Regions from separate parts of the Macaca mulatta genome. Here region 2 is linked to region 1. A link is a contact called in public Hi-C data. All regions are on one chromosome and are shown on one strand. Each heading gives the region's core, a stretch centred on a gene start, on an enhancer-like site or on the middle of the called end of the contact. The rest is flanking DNA. Distances are from core to core; before and after follow the strand shown. Region 1 holds the start of LOC714758 (KRAB domain-containing protein 5). Region 2 holds the start of ZNF267 (zinc finger protein 267).

Region 1 (2,700 bases), core at 14-2,513:
ATGAAGTGAGGTTTTGAAACCTGCTTCCCCAGCCTCTGGATTGTGAGGGCTGTTGTCCCGCAGGTTACCAGGAGAGGCATATGTATAAATTAGCTCATATTCAAGGTTATGCTTATAATGCCATCTGAGTGGGAGGTAAGAGGGTGGAGTCACAGGCACTCAGCTGGGATTTGCCTGGCCCACTCACTAGACTCATGGGATTGTGGCACAGGTGAACATCCCCTGTCATTGGAGGAAAAAGTCTGGAGTGCAGGGCGGGTGGGGGATGGGTGCTAGGCTGTGGGGTCAGGCCCTGGGCACGGTGGACCTGTTAGGTCACTGAGCATCTGGGCACCTGCTCCTGTCCCTTCAGTTGAAGTGAGGTTGGCAGCACTCCCCAGAAGGCGTGCAGTGCTGGGAGAGTGGAGGAGGGTCTGACGTTTGCCATCCTGTGGTAGGTTTTAGAGCTCACTAGACGCTTGTGGAGAGCTAATGACATGGGAAGAAGGCAGCCCGCCTTGATGGACCGTAGGGATAGAGCCTGCGATGTGAGAAACGGGTGTGTGGAGGCGGCCTGTCTACAAGAGGGAAGTTTAAGGCTCATTGCAGTGGCACCATCTCAGCTCACTACAGCTGGTGGCTGATGCCAGGCCATCCCTCTCCAGAGCAGGGAGGCCCTCGGCCTCATGTATAATTGAATGCCTTTTGGGACGCTTGGATCGTCCTTTATTTCTTGCAAATTCAGAGAAGAAAAAAAAAATTACAATCCTCATGTCCATTAGTTTCCCTGACCCCGAGATTTTAAGTGACAGCCAAGGGAAGCCTCCATTACCTTGGCCATTGAAGCCTCCTGCGTGCTCCCCCAAACCCCAGCAGTTCCCTCTGCAGTCCCACAGTTATGTCCTGAGCAGTGGGGTACCGTGCGATGAGAGGGGCTAAGGGATGGGATGAAGGTCTTTCTTGTGTTATTAGAACGGTTAAAAAGTTGTTTTAAAGGTGTCCAAATGCCCTCCTTCTTAAACCTAATTAGATAATAAGATGCCTTATACAAGCAAAACCAGGTACGGGAAAGCAAGTGCATTTCAAGTCCCAGCTCACCCCTTAAATTAGCTGTAATACTCTCAGCAGGCGGCCCCACCTCAATGCCTGTCTCCCATTCAAAAACAGAACTAATGAGGGGGCGAGGCCTGGAGCTTTACCCAATCAGTGGCGTTGGAGTGGAAATCGTCCAATCGGGAGCAGCCGGAGACCAGGGGCTGCTTCTGGGATTTGGCGGGGGCCTTTGTTGACTGCAGTGAGAGCTGGGTCACTTCACCAGGGTTCCGAGTCCTTCCACCTGGGAGGCCCAGGCAGCTTCGCGTTCTGAGAACAGACGGAACCTCTGTTGCTCTGTGACCTGCAGGCACTGGGAGCTCCGTAGCTAAGACGCCAGGACATCCCGGAAGCTGGGAAATGGTGAATGTGCCAGGTCGGGGGTCCCCAGAGGAGTGAGAGGGGCGGTCGGAAGCGGCGGGAACCCGCTTTGGGGGCACCCGGGCCTCCCCAAGGTCAGCTCCGTGGTGTGGGCCCCGGGTCCCCGCGGGCGCAACTCGGCCCTTGGTTTCCTCCGCCGCAAGATGGCGGCCGGGTCGGCAGCCGGGACCCCGTGCGTCCTGTCCGGTCCCGACGCCGCAGAGCGACCTGGCCCTGGCAGGAGCCGTCTTTGGGCAGCTCTGTGCTGCAGCCCCGCGTCTCCTCAGATTGTGCGGTGAAAACGTGAGGGTCTCAGGGGAAACCCCGGGTCGGTGTGTGATTCGTGTGTGGGAAGATACTGTGCCCCATGGTGTCCCAGTCTCCTTTTTCCTCTTACAAATTAAAGGGACTTACCCTTAAAGCGTGGAAGGGTTTATTTGGGCAAACAGCGATTGGTGAAATGGGAAGCCTGCCGCCGTGGTTTGTGGTTTAGGGTCCTCTGAAGCGGCGATTTCAAAATCCCAGGGCTTAGCTTGGAAATGCTGCTGGGGAAAAGAAACGGGCAATCTCTCTTCCACTATGGCTGTAGAAAACGAATACATTTCCACAGAAAGTGTGCTGGATTAATTGGTCAATTACAAACATTCATTAAAACGTCAGGGCCTCTCTTTTGCAGTGGAGGATTTGTGACAGTGGATATCTCTGTTCCATATTCTACTGCTAACTGGATGTCCGAGTTTAATGCCAGATTTTATGAGACAGAACTTGGCACCTCCTAGAAGTGTTCACAGATACTAAATTTTCTGCTGTTATGGAAATAATTAAATGACATGTTTCGTGCCCGAAAGAGGTATTGTGGCCTTACCTGTTGAAGTATAAAGTGTAAGTGCCTTACCGTTTCCTTCCTTTCTATAAAAACGGTGTTTGAGTGATTTATGCTGTTTTCCTGAAACCTGTTAGGTCACTGAACATCTAACTGGCTGGGCACCTGCCCCTGTCCCTTCACTTGAAGTAGGATTGGCAGCACTCCCCAGAAGGCGTGCAGTGCCAGGAGAGTGGAAGAAGGCCTGACGTTTGTTATCCTGGGGTAGGTTTTAGAGCTCGCTGGATGCTTGTGGAGAGCTGATGAGATGGGAAGAAGGCACCCCACCTTGATGGACCTGAGAGACAGAGCCTGCGAAGTGAGAAGCGGGCCTGTGGAATAACCCTGATAAGGCATAGAAGACCTCAGTCTTACTTGAGCCTGCAAAAGGAGGTCATTGAAGGCCC
Region 2 (2,700 bases), core at 48-2,547, 93 kb after region 1:
CTTTCTGCTTTGGGGAGGGAAGTATTTGTTCCACGCGTCTCACTGAATAAGGCACAGCGCCTAAACTGTCCCAACTGGGAGTTTAACCAAGCTAGATGGGGGCCTAGGGCCCTGGCCCAGTCTGACACCCACCTCCTCTCCCACCTTCTACTCAGCGGGAAGACTAGGAGAATCTGAAAGCAGAGGTGCTGCAGCGCCACTAGCTCCAAGACTCCAGAAAAACAGGGATAGGGCATTCTGGCAGGTCAAGGCGGACAGAATACTTGAGCTCAGGAGTTGGAGAACTGACTAGTAACCTGTAGCCCCAGCTACTTGGGAGGCTAAGGTGGAAGGATCGCTTGAGCTCAGGAGATCGAGACGAGCCTGGGCAACATGGTGAAACCTTATCTCTACAAAAAATACAAAAATCAGCCGGGCATGGTCGCATGTTCCTGTAGTTCCAGCTACTCAGGTGGCTGAGGTGGGAAGATTGCTTGAGCCCGGGAGGCTGCAGTGAGTCATGATTGCACACTGCACCAGCGTGGGCAATAGAGTGAGACCCTGTCTCAAAACAAAAACAAAAACCAGAGGAGGAGTCCATGGCCACTGAGCCTGAGCCAGCAGGGCCCAGAGGAACTGAGCTCCCAGCCCTGTCGCTGCCAAGGACCCTTCTTCCCTGAGCTTGAAGGGATTGAGAAGGAGAGACAGACGGACAGTCAGCGGGCCCCTTGCCAGTGATGCAGACTCCAGGAGACGGGGACAGAGTTGTAGATTAGAAGAAGAGGCCAGCCCCTCTTCCACGTTCCACCACTGCCCGCAACATCCTCCTGGGACCCCAGCCTGCATGCCCCTATAAGATGCTTTTGTACTGGTTCAGTGTATGTATCATGCAAAGGCCTAATTGAAAACACGTGAATGAAGTGTACAGTCTTCTGTTCCCAGCTGAGGGGCCCCCTCCCACGGTGGCGTTAGCAGTGGGGTACAGTGTGGTACGGGATGAGGGTCTTTCTTGCTTTAAAGGTGTCTAAATGTACTTCTTAATTAGCTAATAAGATGTCTTATACAAGCAGAACCAGGTAAGGGAAAGATCAAGTGCATTTCAAGTCGCAGCTCACCCCTTAATTAGCTGTAATACCCGCGGCAGGCGGCCCCACCTCAATGAGCCAGTCTCCCTTTCAAAAAAATAAAAAATAAAAATAAAAAAACCCACTAGTAGTGAGGGGGCGGGGCATGGAGCTTTATCCAATCAGAGGCGCTGGAATGGAAACCATCCAATCAGGAGTGAAGCCGGAGAGCAGGGGCGGCTTCCGGGATTTGGCGGGGGCCTTTGTCGGCTCCAGTTAGAGGTCGGGTCTCCTCATCACGGCCTTGAGTCTTTAGTTCTGGGAGGCCCAGGCAGCTTCACGTTCTGAGAATAAACAGTCTCTGTTGTTCTGTGACCTGCAGGCACTGGGAGATCCGTAGCTAAGACGCCAGAGCATCCCGGAAGCTGGGAAATGGTGAGTGTGGGGGTCGGGGGTCCCCAGAGTGGGGAAGGGGGTGGTCGGAAGCGGCCAGAACCCGCTGTAGGGGCACCCGGGCCTCCCCGCAGTCAGCTCCGGGGTCTGGTCCCCGAGTCCCAGCGGGCGCAGCTCGGCCCTCGGTCTCCTCCGCTGCAAGATGGCCGCCAGGCCGGCAGCCGGGACCCCTCGCGTCCTGTCCCGTCCCGTCCCGACCCCGCAGAGCGACCTCGGCCCTGGCCAGAGCCCTCTCTGGGCGGCTCCGCGCCGCAGCCCCCCGTCTCCCCCAGATTGTGCGGTGAGGACGGGAGCGTCTCAGGGGAGACCCAGGTTCGGTGTGTGGTTCGTGTGTGGGGAGAAACTGCCCCGTGGGGTCCTCAGTCACTCCTTTCTCCTATTAAGAATTAAAGGGAGTCACTGTTAAAACGTTGAAGAATTTGAGCAAATAGCGATTTGTGACGTGGGAAACCTGCAGTCCTGGTTTGTGGTTCGGAGGTCCCCACAGGGGCTTGAAGGAAATGTTTTTTATAAGGTGCATGAGTAAGCGGACCAAATTAACCGATGGGTTACAGTTCTGTAGTTGCCTTATTTAGACTATGCAGGTGGAGGTGAATTGGAGCTTTGTGGTTCGTTAAGTCTGAATTTTGTTTTCCCCTAAAGTTGTAATTTACAAGAAATGCATGTGAGTTTGGTTTTGGTTTTTCTTCCTAGAAACCTGGGGCACTATAACTACTTCCGTATAATCGCCTGCTCGTTAATCATCTTAACACTGCCCAGGGGAACTGGTTTTCCCCTGCGGTTTCCTAACGTGTGTGGCACGCAGAGTTTCAAATCCACCACTGTGTTCTCCCAGTCTAACGGGGCTTGCAGTAAAATATTAAATTTCCAGTTCCTTCCCGACATTTCCAAAGGCTAACTTCCCCTCTCCAATTCACAACATTATTAACTACTGGTCATTTACTGTACATTTCATATAGAGTATTTTATTCATTAATCATGATTTCACAGAGCAGTGGATGACACTTTTTTAAAGATTTGTGTTATTTTGGTATACATTTCACATGAGAGGAAAGAGAGAATAAAAAAGTCCCTGACACTCCACTGCAAAAAAATCTTTGTGCCTCTTTTTCATTCATCTTCCCTAGGCACAGATACGTTATCAGAAAGAATGTCTTTTGACTTGAGGTTTTGCACAGGGCCCTGTATAGCCACTCTCTATCCA

Evidence for each region. Hi-C and Micro-C count contacts between places; a contact is called where the count stands out from the background.
Region 2: a contact with region 1 is called in a Hi-C map of cortical neurons, with 1.9 times the contacts expected there. The contact joins the promoter of ZNF267 here to the promoter of LOC714758 in region 1. A contact is called at or near these places in 3 of 14 Hi-C or Micro-C datasets (CD4 T cells, cortical neurons and fetal cortex germinal zone).

Annotation. Positions count from the first base shown.
Region 1 is chr20:30,417,579-30,420,278 of T2T-MMU8v2.0, forward strand. It overlaps LOC714758 (KRAB domain-containing protein 5), which reads left to right and starts at 1,264. Exons shown (of 6, transcript XM_077986030.1): 1 at 1,264-1,434. It overlaps LOC144338016, which reads left to right. Exons shown (of 5, transcript XM_077986031.1): 5 at 1-2,700.
Region 2 is chr20:30,510,525-30,513,224 of T2T-MMU8v2.0, forward strand. It overlaps ZNF267 (zinc finger protein 267), which reads left to right and starts at 1,298. Exons shown (of 4, transcript NM_001278474.1): 1 at 1,298-1,478. The coding sequence starts at 1,476.